Regions from separate parts of the Mus musculus genome. Here region 2 is linked to region 1. A link is a contact called in public Hi-C data. All regions are on one chromosome and are shown on one strand. Each heading gives the region's core, a stretch centred on a gene start, on an enhancer-like site or on the middle of the called end of the contact. The rest is flanking DNA. Distances are from core to core; before and after follow the strand shown. Region 1 overlaps Car2 (carbonic anhydrase 2). Region 2 overlaps A930001A20Rik (RIKEN cDNA A930001A20 gene).

The links. Hi-C and Micro-C count contacts between places; a contact is called where the count stands out from the background.
Region 2: a contact with region 1 is called in a Hi-C map of the G1E-ER4 cell line, with 3 times the contacts expected there. The contact joins two enhancer-like sites. A contact is called at or near these places in 3 of 39 promoter capture datasets (the C10 cell line, the HPC-7 cell line and liver), 3 of 15 datasets of contacts at CTCF or cohesin (the G1E-ER4 cell line, large pre-B cells and pro-B cells), 17 of 484 Hi-C or Micro-C datasets (the AML12 cell line, the G1E-ER4 cell line, Th2 cells and 9 more) and 7 of 115 datasets of contacts at active chromatin or transcription factors (CD8 T cells, the HPC-7 cell line, embryonic stem cells and 2 more).

The regions. Positions count from the first base shown.
Region 1 is chr3:14,899,621-14,904,059 of GRCm38.p6, forward strand. It overlaps Car2 (carbonic anhydrase 2), which reads left to right. Exons shown (of 7, transcript NM_009801.5): 7 at 351-1,150. The coding sequence ends at 470. Among named protein-coding and RNA genes, the nearest start is that of Car2, 16 kb to the left of the region's middle. Within about 2 kb of position 1,686, at least 1 of the 459 cell types and tissues checked has an H3K27ac peak or open chromatin away from gene starts, as enhancers often do. A contact at or near this core is called in the G1E-ER4 cell line, where this site is marked.
Region 2 is chr3:14,995,880-15,000,059 of GRCm38.p6, forward strand. The region is part of intron 3 of A930001A20Rik (RIKEN cDNA A930001A20 gene); the gene reads left to right. Among named protein-coding and RNA genes, the nearest start is that of A930001A20Rik, 27 kb to the left of the region's middle. Within about 2 kb of position 1,517, at least 16 of the 459 cell types and tissues checked have an H3K27ac peak or open chromatin away from gene starts, as enhancers often do. A contact at or near this core is called in the G1E-ER4 cell line, where this site is marked.

The sequences.
Region 1 (4,439 bases), core at 436-2,935:
TTTATGTTGCTTTACATGCCATAGGAATTTACAGATTTTTGTTCGATTTAAAAGGAAAGCAAGAAAAGCAAGCTCATGAAAATTTCTATTTAAAGAAAGACCCCAGTATATATTTGTATAGTATATGTAAATAGATTTTTCATGTGAAGGCTGCACTTAGCTGGTTGTTTGTTTGTTTGTTTTAATTTTTTTCTTTCCCTTTTTTGTCTGCCTCCCAAGTTCTGGGATCAAAGGTGTACACCCCTTTCCCCCCTTGCCCCCCAATGAAGGCTGAACTTAAATCTAAAACATGTTGCTTTAAGTATGTAATATTGTGAAACTAATTTCTTTAATTACATTGTGTCTTTTAGATGTCTCATTTCCGTACGCTGAACTTCAATGAGGAGGGGGATGCTGAAGAAGCGATGGTGGACAACTGGCGTCCAGCTCAGCCGCTAAAGAATAGAAAGATCAAAGCGTCCTTTAAGTAAAACAACCCTGCAGCAGGGGTCCGAAGGGCACAAGTGTGACCGCCTCTCTGTAGCTAAGCACAGTTAGGCTGGGTGATTTGGATCCCGACTCGCATCTGGTATTGTAGACCTTTTACCTCTCATCCGTTGTGCTTACTAACAAAATGTGAAAAGCAAGACCCAGGTGTCTCATGTGGTGGCAGCACAGTGGCAGGCCAGTGGTCAACTTAGGGCATCTTTTCTCTGCCACGGCAGCGCAATGCAAAGAGCAGACATGGCCTCTTGCTTCTCTTCACAGCCATAGGATAATGAATACTCAGGCCTGTTTGTTAAAATGCTATTTTTAAAACCATATGAAGGTAGGATAATTAATTACAAGTCCACATCATGAGACAAACTGAAGTAACTTAGGCAAAACAGGTAAAACAGTCATAGTTTTGTGATTATAAATGAGATGAATGTTCACCCTTCCAAGATCTTATATTAAAGAAAAAATTTTAAAAAGCTTATATATTTGTAGCAAAGTTATTCTTAAATATGAATTATGTTATAACTTAGTGACTTTTGATTTCTAGAGGTGTAAATGAGGATGTAAAAATTGATATAGTTGTGATACAGAGTATATTTCCCTTCAGATAACATACCACAACACAATGGATAATGTATTTTAGATATATTCTCTAATAAAATTGAGAACTCTATTCTGGGTGCCTGATTGTCTGCGCCACAGGGACAGAAATGGGTGAACAAATGCCTGCCTACAGGATTCAGTCAGTTCATTATTGATGGTCAGCCATTACAACAGGCTTACAACGGAAACAAATCCCTGCAGCCATGTACCCACTGTTTACCAGTGGTACTTTCTGAGAACTGGTGTGATCCTGTAAGAGTCCTGAGAAGCTCGTCTAGAAAGAGAGCCAGGACTGATGGGGCCACAAAAGGAGAACCTGCTTCCCCCAAATGCTCCTCCAAACAGCAGTTCCCTTGTCACATGCCCACAGTCAGGGGAGAGGGGGCACTGACCATAGACTCAAAATCTCCGCAACTGTGAGCCGAGAAAGGTTTTCTTCTTTTAAAGTGGCATGTCAGACATCTTGTTATATATAAGGCTAATTACCAGACATCTTCATTGCTTTTTAGTAAGTAGACTGTTTTATAGAACGAGACAAAAGTGAGCTGATCGAAGGTTCTGAAACTAAAAGATCCATTTTCCACAAATTAAAAACTCCACAATTTCCTTGCTGTGCCCTGTCATGCTGGCTTCAGGCTGCAAATTGCCCCTCCTGCCCACCAATAAGGGATATTCTGTAGAACCTCAGGGAATGACATCAGTAAGTGAAGCCTTACCTCAGACATCAGAGAAGGATTAGGAATGAAGAGCATTCGTCCTGACAGAGGTGCAAGGTTACATATGAAAAATGTTTTGCACAGTTCACATAGCCTTGCACTCTCTAGGCAAGGGCAGAGATGCTGAGAGTTTCCCATCCACGTGTGTCTTTGATGGGAAGGTTGCTTCTTGAAGAAGATACGGACCTCAGTTCTTAGCACATGGTTCGGGCCTGTTTGACAGAAAACACTGCCTGCCAAGAAAAGAACTTTCCAGTGTTTGTTCCCAAACAGTCACTGGCTCTCTCTTCATCTCCCACATTGCCAGATCCTAACATCTTTGAAGTCTGTATGCCTCATGACCCAAAGTCAACCCTCAGAAATGTACTTGAGCCAGAGACCTGCACACTGGATGCATAGAGAATTCCAAGCACGCGCGCGCACACACACACACACACACACACACACACACACACACACACAAAGACACAGTGTTGGTAAACTATGTGTTCATTGACATGTAAAATTTTATAAGTATATGGATCTATTGGTGACAACTGGGACAATGTAGAAAGGTTTACTATTGTGTCCATACCCCTTCCTAGCATCCTACAAACAGAAGGTCTGTGTATTTTAAACAGGAATATGGGCTGGAGGTATCAGAATGTAGCGTACATTTACCCCACACATGTCCAAACTTCATTCACCCACAACCTTCTTTCTCCTCAAGAACTCTGAACCTATCACTACTGTAATACTTAGTACCTTGGCTTGATCTCATTTTTATCTATTTGTAACACATAGTCATTGTTTTATTTCCATCTCTTCAGCTACATCTCATCTATGTATACACCTATATGTATCCAAACTTACATGCTCCTGCACACTTAAACCATGCAGGATCACCTGCACACATCTGCACATGTATATAGAGAGTGTGTCATCCAAGCAAGCTATGGAAGTTCTTCTGCTTTCAAATTAAGACTATTCATCATGATGGTATCTAGAGAGTTGCAATACACATTTTTCTTGTTATTAATCATTTAAAATTCTTTCCCCACACATCTGTAATTTGCCATATACTACATATAATGAAATAAAGATTACTCAACTTTACAGATGAAGCTCGGATGCCATATGAATCAGTGTTTATATTCTGTCCACAGTACCTCCCACAGACTCAGTGCGCCCTGTCCAGTTTTGTCAAATCATCATACCCATAAACCATTTCTTTTCTAAGCAGCTGGCTTTAGCCACCAAAATAAAATACCAAGCTTGTCTGGACATCTTGAAAAAGGAGACTTAAGAATATGAAAAGGGCCAGACTAAGCCCAAAAGAAAAAGATTCAGCTAGACCCCTCAAGCATTATTGAATGCACAGATTTTTAGAGTATTTTCTTTTTTGAAATTATATTATTTCTCCGTTCCCTTACCTCTCTCCAAATCCTTCCATATACACCCCCTTTACTCTCTTTCAAAATTGTGGTCTCTTTTTTCATTAATTGGTGTGTGTGCGCGCACGTGCATTTCTAAATACATAGCGTTTTCAGTCTCTATAATCTTATCTGTACATCCCTTCAGTGAGAATCCCATGAGCTTTAGCTGTCTGACCTCTGTGTAGCAAGTAGCAGGTTATAGGGGATTGGTTCAGCCAGGCTGCAATGCTAAGACCCTGGGCACTGTGATTACTTAGCTATGTGATTAAGAAAAATATTAGACTTTCTAGAACTTCAATTTGTCCATCCTCTAAGGTAGTATAATAAAGGGATTCTCACAAACGTTGGTCTGAGGATGTAAAAAGGCAATCTGAGTAAAACTCTTAATGTGTTATTTTTATTCATGTTACAGTCTAATTGAGGCCCCCTTCCCTCTTTGCCTCTTAGTCCCACTTTCATACCACTTCCCTTGTTCCCCCATGTCTTTATCCACAGAGAATGAGAGGCCCTTTATGGGTACCAGCTCACCCTGAAACATCCAGGTCTGATGCACATCATCTTCCCCTGAGGTCAGGCAAGGCAGGCCAGCTGTGGAATAAGGCACCAAAGGCAGGCAACAGAGTCAGAGACGGCCCCAACTCTAACTCTTAGGGGACCCACATGAAGAACAAGCTGCACATCTGCTACCTAAGTTTAGGGGGCCCCAGTCCAGCCAATGAATGGTTGGTGGTTCAGTCTCTGTGAGCCTCCCTGGGCCCAGGCTAGTTTACTCTGTAGGCCTTCTTGTGGTGTCCTTGACCCGTGTGGTTCCCTCAACCCTTCACTCCATTCTTCCACAGGACTCCCCGATATTTGCCTATGGTTTGGCTTTGGGTCTCTGCATCTGTTTCTATCAGCTGCAGTGGAGGGAGGAGGACTACATTCCTACAAAACCTCCCACCCAAAATTTGTCCTACCTACAAGTAGTTCAGGGATAAAAAAGATGGAACCAAGATGGAGAGAATGGCCAACCAACAACTGCGCCAACTTGAGACCCATCACATGGGAGAGAATCAACCCCTGACACTATTAATAATACTTTGCTTTGTTTTTTTGTTTTTGTTTTGGTTTTTTTTTTTGTCCATGTGGTTGCTGGGATTTGAACTCAGGACCTTTGGAAGAGCAATCGGTGCTCTTAACCACTAACCCATCTCTCCAGCCCAATACTCTGTTATGCTTATAAACAGGA
Region 2 (4,180 bases), core at 267-2,766, 96 kb after region 1:
TGTGTATGTCTTTCATTCAGGAATGTAAACCATTGAGGCAGGTAGTGAATATAAAGCCAATATTTATTAATTAATACTACTACCACTACTGTTACACAGAGCTGTAAAAAGCTGACTGTTTAAGTTGTCTTAAAACCTAGGCAGTTTCAGGGCAGGAGAGATAGCTCAGCAGTTAAGAGCACTGACTGCTCTTCTGAAGATTCTGAGTTCAAATCCCAGCAACTACATGGTGGCTCACAACCATCCATAATGAAATCAGACACCCTCTTGTGGTGCATCTGAAGACAGCTACAGTGTACTTAGATATAATAATAAATAAATCTTAAACAAACAAACAAAAACTTGGGCAGTTTCAATAGTAAATCAAAATCTATCTGGTTAGTGATAGGACTTTTTTTTTTTTTTTTAATTAGAAACATTTAAGCCATAAAGTATATTTGATGACAAGGAAACGCCTATCTAATTTCTAAGTAGTCTTATGGAAAGTATTAATTGTATTAAATTGTTTTTACCTAAAAAAAAAAAAACAAAAAAAACCAGACCTTTATTTTCTCAAAGTATTTAAAATGTACTTTTGTAGTTTGGCTTACATGTACAGTTTAGTCAATGTTACAAATAATTATTAATTTAACTTTTGTTAATATATAAATATTAACATGTATAAAATCATTATGCTGTAGCCATTGTATCTAGTACCTTCTTTAAAAGATGAACCAAGAGAAATCTCAGGGCCTGGGGACTTCACTGGACTGAGAGCCCATGTTTATGTGGTTCAGATAAAAGACTTAATGACATCATGGGCATGAGTCACTGCTCTGTTTCTGCACATTCTTGTGCTCCATTTACATAAATAAATGTGTAAATTGTGTCTCCTTGATTTTGTTCTTAAAATAAACTTCCTTTTAAAAAAGGAAATACATATTGCTCTAGAATTAGGAGGACATTAGCTTATTAGAACATTTTAAAAGTAAAGAAGCCAGAAAACTCAGGGAGTCAGATACTAAAAAGAGTAAACACAGAAGCTTATAAAACTCATAAAGAGAGAGGACATGGAGCTGCTACTCAAAATATTCATTCTTACAAAGAAATAGGGCATAAAACATTGTTCCACTAGTGAGGAAGTTAATGGATGTTTTTAATATGCATGATAATCAACCTGTGACAAACACTAAGAAGGAAAAAGAATGGTATAAGTATAAAAAAGAAAAAATATATTATTTTTCTGGAACTATTCTTGGTTATACTAACTAAAACAAGACTTGAAAAGAAGAAAATAAGCTCTTTGAATGAAAGATCTGAGTCAAAGAGTGGGGATGTTGGTGTATAGAAGCAGAATATTCTGCTTATGATGAGTAAAAGCAGTGACATCACATTTAAAATTACAACAATAATGTTTTCTTCCCCCATTTCCTCAGTGTTCCCTGAGGGTGACACAAATGTCTTGTTTATGTCTGCGTCCTCAGCAATCTTTCATTCTCAACATTTGGTAGAGCCGTGGATCTTTGCATTTATCTACATTCACTACAAGGAGAGACTTCTTTATCTGAGGCTAACAGGGACATTCGTCTCTGTATAGAAACACAGATATGAAGGGGTGGTTTGATTCAGTTCAGATAGGCTATCATCTTAGTTATGAGAATGGGAGATAAAAACTAGTTGTCTAGGGCAGGGGCCCCAAAATAGCAGTTTTCCAAAATTCCTTCCTAGAGGCCAAAGATGTCAAAATTAGTCCTGTATTTTGTGGTGGTTGTTGCTTGTTTGCTTGCTTCTTGGTTTCAGTGAAAATATAGTTACAGTATTATCTCTTCCTCTCCTCCCTCTTATTCCTTATTCCCATGTCTACCATACTTCTCAAGTTCATGGCTTCTTCTTCTTTAAATCCTTCTTGTTACCTACAAACAAATAAATATTTAAATGTAATTTGCTAAGTTCATTCAGTGTTGTATGCATACATACATTGCCAGGGCTTGCTGTATGGTACTGCATAACCAAACATGAGGCTTGTCCTGGGAGAGATTATTTCTCCCTCTCTCAGTAGTTGTTAAGTAATTGCAGCTCTTCCTCTCAAGGTGGACTTCATGAAATGTCATTCGTGTGTTAGCATGACAATTCTTAGAATTTCTCAGATCTTGTTTAGGTAGCTGTGGTATTGAGGTTTCATGGTTGTACTTCCCTGGCATATCTAAAAGACATAATCTTGTAGCAGACTTCCTAGTCCTCTGGATTTTACAATTTTTCTGTCTCCTCTTCTGTGATTTTCCACTTAGTCTTAGGTGTATTCATTGTGCTGTAGATATATCAATTGAAGCTGGGCATCACGTGGTCATTTGCTTTGAATTTTGAGTAGTTGTGGCTCTCTCTAATTGTCTCCTGCAAAAAGAAGCATTTTCTTGTTGTTGAGGAGTGAGAGCTACACTTATCTCTGATTATAAGGATACATATTTAAAATGTAGTTAGAGATTGCATTAGTTTTGGAAGGTGGCCACATTAGGTTCTCCTCTAGAATCCATGTTTTACCCTGACTAGTGTTGTAAGACTCTGGTGATCCTTAGCTTACCAGGACTCCCTGAGTGAATGACACAGAGTTGGGAATTGATGTAAAAAGCAAGAGGAATTTATTGTTCTAACATGTTGGGGTTGCCCTGCACATGGAGAGAGAATGACCATGCACAACCCATCCAGCAAGCCTTTATACAGTTCTCCAGGCAGCAGCCATTAGGCTCAATGTGATTGGCAGAACAGTGTGACTTTTAAACTAATTGGTCTCTAGCGAATGAAGTGAATGGTCAATGGTCTCAGAAAGTGTCTACAAGTTCAGTCCTTCCTCCCTGTGGTCGAAGGAATGTAATTAGCCCCTCCCTTCTGGAGAGGAGGGGTGCCTGTGTTCTTTATGACCTTTCACTTCCAGGAGGGGAGGGGTCCAGTGGAATTTTCTAAAGTTCCTGAGCTGACCTTTTCAGTACTAAAGTATTTGTTAGTCTCTGGTTCCATTTTTGTTGTTGTTGTTTCTAAATGAGCATCTCTGCCAAAAGTCTGTACATGCCTAGGTGACTGGAAGTGAGATGAGGTACTTGGATACCAACCTCACTCTAATTTCTGTCATAATCCTTTAAAAAGATCCCAGATAATATACATGATTTGTGAAACCCATCCTGGTATATAAGAGCTCTGTTCTTACTCTTTCTCTCTTTTGTTAATATTCATAAATCTTTTAATAAACTTTGTTCTAAAACTACTTCTTGTGATCTGTAAATTTCATCCTTCAAATTTATTTATTTGTTTGTTTGTTTTTATTTTAATTATCTTTAATCTTTTTTTTTTTTTTTTACAATCTAGTTGTTATCCCCCTCCCATTCTGCCCTCCAACAGTTCCTTATCCCATTCCCAGTCCCCCAGATGCAAGAGGATGTCCCCACTTCCCACCCCACCTCACCTTACCCCGTCAGAACTCCCCACTCCCTGGGACCTTAAGCCCCTTGAGGGTAAGGTGCATCTTCTCATCCTTCAAATTTATAAGACAATCTGAAAGCTCCTGGCTCAGGGTGGAGTTTTCCTGAATCCTTACCTCCCTAGGAAGAGAAAGTCTCCATCATTCTAAGACACTCAAATATTTCTGTAGGATTAGGTTCCCCTCCAGGGTCTAAGACTTCTTCAGACATGGGGTTTTGACAATGTTTACAGTAGTAGGTATGCCTCACATCCAATTAGGAAATGGTTCGCTGCCTCCATAAAAGTCATGTCAACATTACACCAATGGGCTCATTTTGGCTGTAGCTAATAGAGTTCACAGCTGGTTTAGACCAGCTACACAGTGAACTTTAAAACAAGATTAAGGTAGTCCAAAGTGGTTAGAAAAATATACCTAGGCTGTTCATCATCTTAAATAAAGAGATAGAAAAGAAAGTTACAGCAGGGGACAGGGCTCAAAATAATGAACAGATCCAAAAGAATCTCATGACAGCTTTTACAGACAGAAGTTCTTGGAAAGAAAAGTACATTGTCACTATGTCTTTATCATCTTTAAGGTGAATTCATGCTCCTGAGGGTGTGGTAACATGGCTAGGTCAATGATCTTCCCAACTGTATTAACTCTAAGAGGAGGAAACAATGCAAGGCTCCACAGGGAGGTACATTCTTTTGACTAGGAGATGAAGCTTTTCTGTAGTGGGCCTTCAATTGT